2 separate regions of the Xenopus laevis genome follow, and region 1 is linked to region 2. A link is a contact called in public Hi-C data. All regions are on one chromosome and are shown on one strand. Each heading gives the region's core, a stretch centred on a gene start, on an enhancer-like site or on the middle of the called end of the contact. The rest is flanking DNA. Distances are from core to core; before and after follow the strand shown.

Evidence for each region. Hi-C and Micro-C count contacts between places; a contact is called where the count stands out from the background.
Region 1: a Hi-C map of the XL177 cell line shows a contact between it and region 2, with 2.8 times the contacts expected there. The contact joins the promoter of ugt1a6.S here to the enhancer-like site in region 2. A contact is called at or near these places in 2 of 4 Hi-C or Micro-C datasets (the XL177 cell line and animal cap).

What each region holds. Positions count from the first base shown.
Region 1 is chr9_10S:73,656,803-73,661,925 of Xenopus_laevis_v10.1, reverse strand. ugt1a6.S (UDP-glucuronosyltransferase 1-6) reads left to right here and starts at 2,912. Exons shown (of 5, transcript XM_018238945.1): 1 at 2,912-3,885. The coding sequence starts at 3,022.
Region 2 is chr9_10S:73,498,188-73,502,758 of Xenopus_laevis_v10.1, reverse strand. No RefSeq gene overlaps it. Among protein-coding and RNA genes, the nearest start is that of arl4c.S, 36 kb to the left of the region's middle. Within about 2 kb of position 2,213, at least 1 of the 7 cell types and tissues checked has an H3K27ac peak or open chromatin away from gene starts, as enhancers often do.

The sequences.
Region 1 (5,123 bases), core at 1,663-4,162, 160 kb before region 2:
ATGCCACATATTTTGGCAATTTTCTGCATACTGGGATCTGGGCAATTTAGTTAATTTAGTGTAGCAACATTTTGCAGTTGGGTACTTTGGGATAAAAACACATATTTATCAGATCTGTAATTAGCTAGCCTGTATACTTCTAAAAATATGTAGTTTCTCGAGCCATTTTACTGTTGAGGCTTTTTACCTTGCACAAAAAGCAGTCAGTGCATTATTTTCAGATGGCACATGCTTTTCCAATCTTATACATACTGAATATGATTCTTTATGATGAGTGAGTTCTAGAATCCATCTAAAGGGTGCAAGAGAAGCATAATCATCATGGAATAGGGGACTGATCTTTTTTCCCTGTGATCATGTGTGGTGGCCATTATATGCTTTCTAGTGATGTGCGGGTCAGGGTTTTCCTGACCCGCACCTGACCCTAACCCGCCCTGCTCTAGCCCGTGCCCGCTCGCACCCGCGCTTCCGGGGTCCTTTTATACACCCGCACCGCCCCGCCGATGGTGTCACAAAAGGGGTGGGGCAAGCAGACGCAAGACTATAAAACCGGCACCTGGAAGCCGGCATTTGAAGGTGGCGGGCGGGGAGAGCAGGAGAAGAGCTCAACCCGCACCCGCTCACTACCCACGAGGAGCAGTGCTGGGTCGACATGAACCACGGGTCCCGCAGGTATCGGGTCGGGTCGGCCTGTACATCACTAATGCTTTCCATTGTATGAAACACAGGCTCTTCTCCATTTAGACAGTGAAATGTCAAATGCAAATGAAACCAAACCCCTCTAAAGAATAAATGGGCCTGTTAACTCATGTGTTCCTGCAGGGTGGAAAGAACTAAAAAACTAGAGCTTGGGATCACAGAAAACAATGCTCAATTGTAAGAGCCCTTATAATGTATTTAAGCAATAGTGACTACTATGCATGAATAGTGGAATCCATTTCTTAGTTCTCAGGTCACTGTCTTTTTTCATCCTTCAAAACTCCTGCAGACCAATCATTCCCCTCCCTTTCTTAGTTATGATATTGCAAGATTCAAACTTGATATTGCTTACATAAGGGCAGGCTGGAAAGTTCTTAATTTGATTAAAGGAAATGTAAATTCTGTCTTTAAACAGAAAAGAACAGTTTAAAACAAGCAATTTTACAGTGTACATTATATAAAAGTAACCATAATTTGGCTAGGTTCTGCCTTGTCCTGCTCGGGCAGGATAGAGCACCAGTTATATATGCACATATCCAATGAGGTAGTGCTGCAAATAATGATCAATATCATTACAGCACAATATGGCACCATATGGAAACAGCTTGGGGAGTTGAAAGGGTTACCTTCTAGGATTAAATGCCTAATGTGGTCCGGATTCCCTACAGTGGAACAGGGATAGAATATAGCCTAATTCTATTGTCAGAACTGTGATCCATTCACTTAGGCAAACAGAGCCTAAGATTGAAAGCACTTGATGAAGGGGCTTGCCCCTGAAACTTTTGCTGGGATCTCACCTTAAAGAAAAGAGTCATTGGAGTTTTTTGCAGAAGCATTGAGTGGAGTGTGCCTTTGTTTCTATTATGTGTCTATAATACGGAAGCTCATGATTGCAGGAGAGCCAACATTGTGCATCTCACATCGGATAAAATACCATTTTTCTATATATAAAGGCAGAAAAAAGTTTGGATTGTTTATATACATTTAAAAACGTCTGCCTGCTTTCTCTCCTAGTTGGAGCACATGGTGTTATAACTAATTCTTTCTGTCTCATTTTCCTAGAAAGTGCTATTACAATTTATAACCTGTATCTGGCTAAAGTCTTGTTGTCAGGGTGCCTGATCCCCGACTTTGCTAGAGGTTGGGTCCTTCTAGGACAAATACAAATATATAAAATAAAGAAACTAGCTACAAGGGCTTCCACTCAACAAATATGCAAATAAGGAAGCCTTAGGGAGTATATAAACCCTATGGGTCCCTACATAAATATATTATAAATCACATTTTTTCTGATGTGTACATGATGTTAGCGATGGTGTTTTCAGCTGCATGTCATAGCAGATGTTTAGATCCTCGTGAAAGCAACAGGGCTGGTTGCCATGCTGTGTCCCGAGCAGAGTGGGAGCCAATTCAAACAGACCACACAGGACTCCTATAAGTGTTAAAGTCTTATGTGCTCAATTTCATCTGGGTCATGCTCCGCTCAGTACACAGCATTGTTTTCTACCCTGCTGCTTTCAAAAGAATCAAATGTTTGCTGCTTCATGCAGTGAAGAGTACCAGTAACCAGTAAAGAAATGGTGCATATATAAGTGTCTTCTTTTAAATGAGAATGAAAAATAAAGTCTAATGATTTCCCCCTCCTCTACTGACTAGCACTACCCACCTCCTCAACTGCATGCAAAAGAGCTCAATTTTACCTGTAACTCTCTCTTTTGAAGACAAATATTCCTTTTCCCATGGGTGCAAATCACCGGAGATTGAGGCCTCAGTCATAGTGACTGCCAATTCTGCCCTGCATATGCTGCAGCTGGCAGTGGAGTAGGGGCTAGTAAGGGAAAGTTATTATTATACTTCAGTTATATTCCCTTTCTATCAGAATTTTTGTTCTATTAGAATCAGCACACTTTGAAGGAAAACTTAACATCCCTTTGTGAACAAAGTGGTTGTGATAAAAGATCTAAGCAAAGGCAGAGTAAAAAATATCTCAATATACATCAAATAACACAGCATTGCTGGATTAAATGCGTGACAATGAGTGTATGTTCCTGAGTTACACCTGTTGGCCTGACCTGTGGTCACAATTGCACAATTGCCTATGAAAAAGAACAAGGATAAAGTACTTTTGAAATCTGTCAGTCTCAGTTATTGAAGAATTGCCTTGACACCCTGAGGAGTTTATCTGAAAATCAAAGTTCATTTGGAAATGAACAAACAAAAAGCAGCAAGACCTTTGGACTCACTTATCAGTGGTTTTCCAGCACGTGGGCATTGTCTGAGATCATTCTAAGAGATATACAGTCTGGATTGTAAAGCTTCGACATGGTTGTCACAGATTCATCTTCCTCCTGCTGTTTTTTCAGAAGATTCTTCCTCTTGTTGGTGTTGGGTTGCGCTGATGGCGGCAGGCTGCTGGTGGTCCCGCAGGATGGTAGCCACTGGCTCAGCATGCGCTTGTTAGTGGACAGGTTGGCACAAAAGGGTCACCATATTGTTTTGGCCATCCCAGAAGCAAATTTTCTTTTCAAGGATATAGATAATTACACTGTGAAAACATACTCTTCGTCCTACAGCAAAGATGTTTTGGAAAATCATATGAGGCGTATGAGCCAAGAATTATTTGTAGACAGGATTCTTACACAGAAGATTAAGTTCTTGTATGAAAGTGCATTAAATGGTACACAGCTGATTTTAACTACATGTAAGGACTTCTTGCAGAACTCAACCCTCATTAGGGAACTGGAGAAAGAAGGTTTTGATGCAATGCTAACTGACTCTGTCTTTCCATGTGGTGCGATAGTCGCTGAACACCTTTCCATCCCTTCTGTGTCCTTTATGAGGGGGACTATATTTGGGATGGACCAAATAGCTTCTCTGACTCCTAGTCCTCCCTCCTATGTACCCAGGATGTTCACTGTGTATACAGACAACATGTCCTTCGGACAGAGGGTGAATAACTTTCTTATCCATTCCCTGGAGCATATCGTTTGCCATATTTTTTATTACCCGTATGCACAGCTGGCTTCAGATTTTTTGAAAAAAGAAGTTAATGCTTTGAGTCTTTTCAGCCGTACTTCTATCTGGCTGATGAGGTATGACTTTGTTTTTGAATTTCCCAGACCTGTAATGCCAAATGTGATTTTTATTGGAGGAATCAACTGTGTGAATAGAAAGCCCTTACCCCAGGTATGTGTTTTGTTCTATTTACTGCACTATGTTAGAAATGCATCTTGCTCCTTCCAGAAAAAGTCGATTTTGATTTGTTTAGAAGTTTCATGCTTTTTCAGAAGTTAAACTATTTCAGTTATACGAACTGTTCTTGCCTTGATCAGTGAGAACTAAATTTCTCTTTTTACTCTCTATAATTTCCTGCCATGATTTATTATATCCATACAACAGGCATTATGTTTTTTTCCCTTGGCCTGTTTTCCTGTTACGGCAAAATTCACAGGGTAGGGAAATAAACTAACATATAGCACATGTGCAGTAAAGTAAAATTGTTAGCTTTTAATCTACTGTGCATTTATTAGTGGAGTTGCAGCACTACGCTACTTCTTACCTCAAGCCAGTTAGTGGGGGCACTAACTCTGGAAAGAAAAAAGATTTCTGGAAATTTATTGAGACAGTGTAGAAGCAGGACCAGGTCTGGACTGAGATTCAAAATAGGCCCTGGCATTTCTGATACACAGAGGCCCAAACTGCCCCCCACCAGCGCAATAAATAGTGACTGTCTATGGCAACTTACAACTTGCAGGTCTGGGCCTGAGCAGTACTGGCAGACAAAAACAGTATTTCAAGGGATGCCAGCACTCACGATAAAACAAAATAAACGTGCTTTTGTGCGCGATCAGTAAATGAACTATTCAAAACAAAAAAGGGAGATCAGCACTCACAGGTTTTGGAAAAATAAAAATAATTTATTAGAGAGCTATGGACTAAGGTTTCGGCTCTTCCAGAGCCTTTCTCAAAGTAGCTAAATAGACAGTGAACATTGTTTATGTTTATGTTTAATGTTTAATTGGCGGGAAACACACAGCACTGATTGCGTATATGTATCGTCATATGTTCAGCAACTATCATTAACCCATCACACTGATGTTGCAAACTATAATCCATAAGGAATTAAAACTTACCCATATCTACATACATTGTATCATAATAACAAGTAAGACTAAAATCAACCATATGTAACATTCTTATCTCTAGTAATTAGTAACTTCTCGTAATCATTCTCGTGAAAGATCATTCTTTACAGATAAACTCAGTGACCTATGTTACAATATGTTATAATGAGAAAAAAGATCTAATACATGGCCCATGGGTATTCCTCTCCCATTCTTAGAGTTCTCTGCTCACCAGAACTACTTCTTGTTGCCCAACGAAACTTCACTTATAAATGCCCAGTCCATATAAATACTGCATAT
Region 2 (4,571 bases), core at 964-3,463:
CTGTGCAGTAATTGTAGGTAGGAAGATTGTGGGGAAATCAGTGATATACTCAAGTGACAGAAATGAAGCTCCACCATCGGCCCTTGAAATGTTAGTGGGTGCATGTATTGACTGGCAATCTTGGCAACCTTTGGTACTCTATATCTGTGCTAGAAGTGGGGGAACAGGGAGTTTATATTAAACAACAACCAACAGCCTATAAGTTTAGACCTTTAGTTTTATCCCTTTAACACTAAATCTGGTCCTGCTATTTAGCAGTAATTAATGAAATTCTTTATAGGAGGGGTTATGCTTTTCTGTGTATATATATATATATATATATATATATATATATATATATATATATATATATATATATAGTTCGTCAGCAGGCCCAGATTTGTGGCGATGCCACAAAGGCCCGGGCCTAGGGCAGCAAATTATTAAGGGCGGCGTGCCAACCAGTCGCTTGCTGCGGAGCACGGAGCACATATTCAGGAGAGACGAAGGGAGGGTTAATCCCCCCCGAAACGTTCATGCACAGGCTGTCACAATAAAGAAAAGGGGAAGCTCCCCACCTGCAACATATTTGATGTTTGTGTGATTCTCTTCAAATTTCTACATTTCAGTTCAGCTGGCCAGGCATTTTAAAACCCAAAACCTTAACCTCCTATTGACAGTATGACTATGAAGATTTTCATTCATCCAGGTCATGGTATATCTAGTATAGGTCAATCTAAAAACAACTGGTCTTGCTGAGTAATCAATGAAGACGTTTCACTACACATCCAAGCAGCTTCTTCAGTTCAACTGACTCGTGTGGGAAGTTTTCGGCATATAAACTCTTCCACCAATCCATTTACAATGTCACATTGAAGAGTCACAATGTGCCATTGTAAATGGAATAGTGGAAGAGTTTATGCCGAGAATTTCCCACACCAGTCAGTTGAACTGAAGAAGCTGCTCGGATGTGTAGTGAAACGTCTTCATTGATTACTCCTATTGACAGCATATACAGTATAGCATGATTGAGCCTACTGGTCTTCTGTTCATTATAAAGATAATAATGCTCAGAGGGACACATATTTCTGAGGTCTCTGTAATTCATTCGCAGCTGGATATTGTGCAAGGAAGATTGCTTCCTGCTCTGTTGAAAAACAACAGGTGAAGGACCATAAATCCTTATTCTGGTGGAGGTATGTGCATTTTTATTGAAAGGCTTGGGATTGCTACAAAGTGTTTATTTATATGCTAGCAAGCTGTCAGAAGCATTATTAAGCCTCCAAGTAAAGTCGCACATGTAATAGTCACCAGGCAATAGAATAAAGAGCAAATCTTGGGCTAATTCATTTTGCACCTGTAAATAGGGAAAGAGCACAATAGTCTCCCAATTGACTTTCCTTGTTAACTCTCTGCATGCACCATGTTAAAGGGGATTATAGTGCTAGGACAGTCATCTTCTGCCTGTCCAGCTGTGACTGGAGCTGCCCTTAGGGCTAGTGGGGCCTTGAGCAAAATAGCCATTTTTGGGCCTCATGGGTTTTGTAAAGAAGATTGTCCTACCTGAAGCTGCTAATAAATTATAAATCTCACATGCTCCATCAGCATTTATGTGCCAATAAATGTTGAGAGTTTTTGTTCAACCAAAGCTTTACACTATTACACAGCTGCAGTTCCTTCCTCTGATGCCAACTCCCCTTAATGTATTCACACAATTGCAACCCTATCCCCGGACTCTACCTTGCCTTACTATAAGCACTACCCCACAAATGCACCCCCTTGCCCTGACACTAGAATTCATCATACTCATCACCATAAGTATTTATGAAACTACAACCTTTTTTTGTAAATAAATAAAAGAATAACAACCCCCCTTCCAACAGATAAACCATCCAGGACACCCACATATTCATCCAGTGGCAGCAACAAATCATAATACAGATGTAATAAGAATAAAAGGCATTTAGATCAGGAAATACTGCATGCCATATAACCTAACAAAAAGATATCCCTGCTGCACACTCAGTACATTTAACTTGTATGGATACATTATAAAATAAATATATAATATTACTGAAGGTTAGAATTAGTACAAAGTATTTGGCTTTGCCACTGTGCTGGAAGCAATGGGTTATCCCACTGTCACTTGTGCAAGTGGCACACAGCAGCATTTGGCTATTGATTTATGTAAACCCTGCAGGCTGCTGAGCTTTCTGTAACCTTCCTCCCAGTCCTTGCACACATCTCATCTGCAGCCATAAATTATTCACATGCAAGAGGTTCACATGCAGGTCTCACAGGATGGAAATACCTTGTACTAGTCTGCCATCTTGTGATAGAATGTGGTAAAACATCCATAGAAAGCACCCTCTAAAAATGCTCTTTCCCTGAAGTTATGCTACTGAACCATCACAATTAGGAAACATAACGGCTCATTGACTATTTGCAGGGTGGAGTGGAAAATCCATAAAACAGGTTTATTTGATATTTAAAAGATTTTTAGCAGACTGAGAATTATTTGCCTAAAATGGACTGAGATGGCCTTCCCATATTTCAGAGCTTTCTGAATATTTGGCTCCAGGATAAGGGATACCATGCCTGTCATTTTTTTATTATTATTATTTTCTATTAACTAATTTGAATAAATAATTATTTACTTAAGGTATGGTGATCCAATTGATGGAAAATGATGCAAGGTAAACCACAGCTTAGTTGTACTTCCTACACTCGCTGCCTGGCAGGGCTGGGCCAGGCCAGCTGGGCTCCCTAGGCAACCTGGCTGGCAAGCCCTGCCCCGGCGCACGCAAACGCATGCACAAGTGAAGAGACAGGCGGGGAGGGATGAGTGACGGAGGGAGGGGACAGCAATGGAGGGGAAGAGAGGGAGAGCGACAAAAGAGGGGTAGGTGTCAAGAGGGAAAAAGTGTGAAAGAGGTGCGGACTAGGGGGTAGGCAGAACACAGTTTTAGAGGTAGCTGCCCAGCTCCCCCCTTTTATTGCCCCCTAGGCAACTGCCTCTTCTGCCTACCCCTAGTTCCAGCCCTGCTGCCTAGCAACAACCCAGAGACTCCCCTGTGATTCTGCAAAGACTGCTTAGAGTAAATGCAACAGAAAATGGCACCAACATGTATAAGTTTTTTATTTTTATTCTGATACAAAAGACATGAGATTGTGAGAGAAGAACAGAACTGAAAGTCCCATATCTGAAAATTACACTTCATCATTAAAATTGTCAAACACAGGAATGTCAGGAATTCTCATATTATTTATTAATAACTGAATGTGGATGTTTACCTGAATTCACTGTTACATTGTGGTTTCTGTACCTTTACAGTATAAATGTGAGAGTCAGCATTGTATTAATTGATGTTAATTCCGGATACTTGATCCAGGGAATGTTTCCTATCGCCATTGGGGTCAGGAAAGAATTTTTTCCCTCTTAAAGCATAATTGGCACTGGCTTCAGGCTGGGTTTTTTTCTTCCCCTGGATCAAAAACAGTGGATATATGATAATGTATTTTAAGTTTTGTCACAGCAGCTGTAGGACCTTGCCAGAGTACTGCAAAGGTACGTTTAGAAGGGGGAGAAAGGAGGTTCTCTCCTGTGACTGCACAGTGGGTTAATACAGACGCTACTACTGCTTGTGCTAGGTGACAGCCTGCTTGGATTTCCTATGATCGACACATTGCAGATTCTGGACCGCAAGCAGGGCTGCTGAATCTCTCTCATGGTGGGAGATGCAACTCCTGCTGCAACTGCTTGATAAAGCCTTATAGATGCGAAACGTGTTGCAGCACCCAGGTGGGGTCACTCCTTCGGTTGGACCTCATTTTCTGTGTTTCACCCCAATATCGTAAAAATCATGAAAATCGTCAGTTTGCCGGTACTTTGAATATTTACCACCACATTATAGGGGAACAGAAACAAAGATGTAAATCCTAGGAATTAAAACCAATAAAACAAATTTCAATTTCAAGACTGGAATAAACTTCAGAATTGGTTTTATGTTGTTTTATGAATGAAAAAGACTTCACAGATCTTAGGGCTTGTCTGCTTCTGAAGGTATTTTACAATTCTGCTTAATAGGAACAATGAGCCTTTTTATCCAGAAAACCTGTTTTGATCCCTTACTTGGAAGTGGTTTAAAATGTATGCCTACACCTGCCTTTTTTAATTTTCTGTATATATAAAGGTGTATACATACACACAAACATATATATATAAAGATGCTTGGGTGTCCGCACTCTGTCTTTGTCGCAGGCGAGGTGCACGATCAATTGGAATGATACAATCGATGCAGGGATCAGCACACTCGAGTAAAGGTGAATTAAAGTGTTTTTATTTGTAACACAGCATTGTCCAACGTTTCGGTCCCACCTGGGGACCTTTATCAAGGATGATGTGCTCTGAGTGAACAATAGTTTAAATACCCTCCCCCTCTTGTGAATTTTGGCACCCTCATTACATCATCAGTCCTTTTTACACAAATAAAGTTCATACATTGTCAGTGCAAAGTGTCATTCCCATTTTCCACCATCGGGTGTCAGTGTTGTGCTCCAGTGCCAAGTCTTTCATGTGTATATAGATGCAC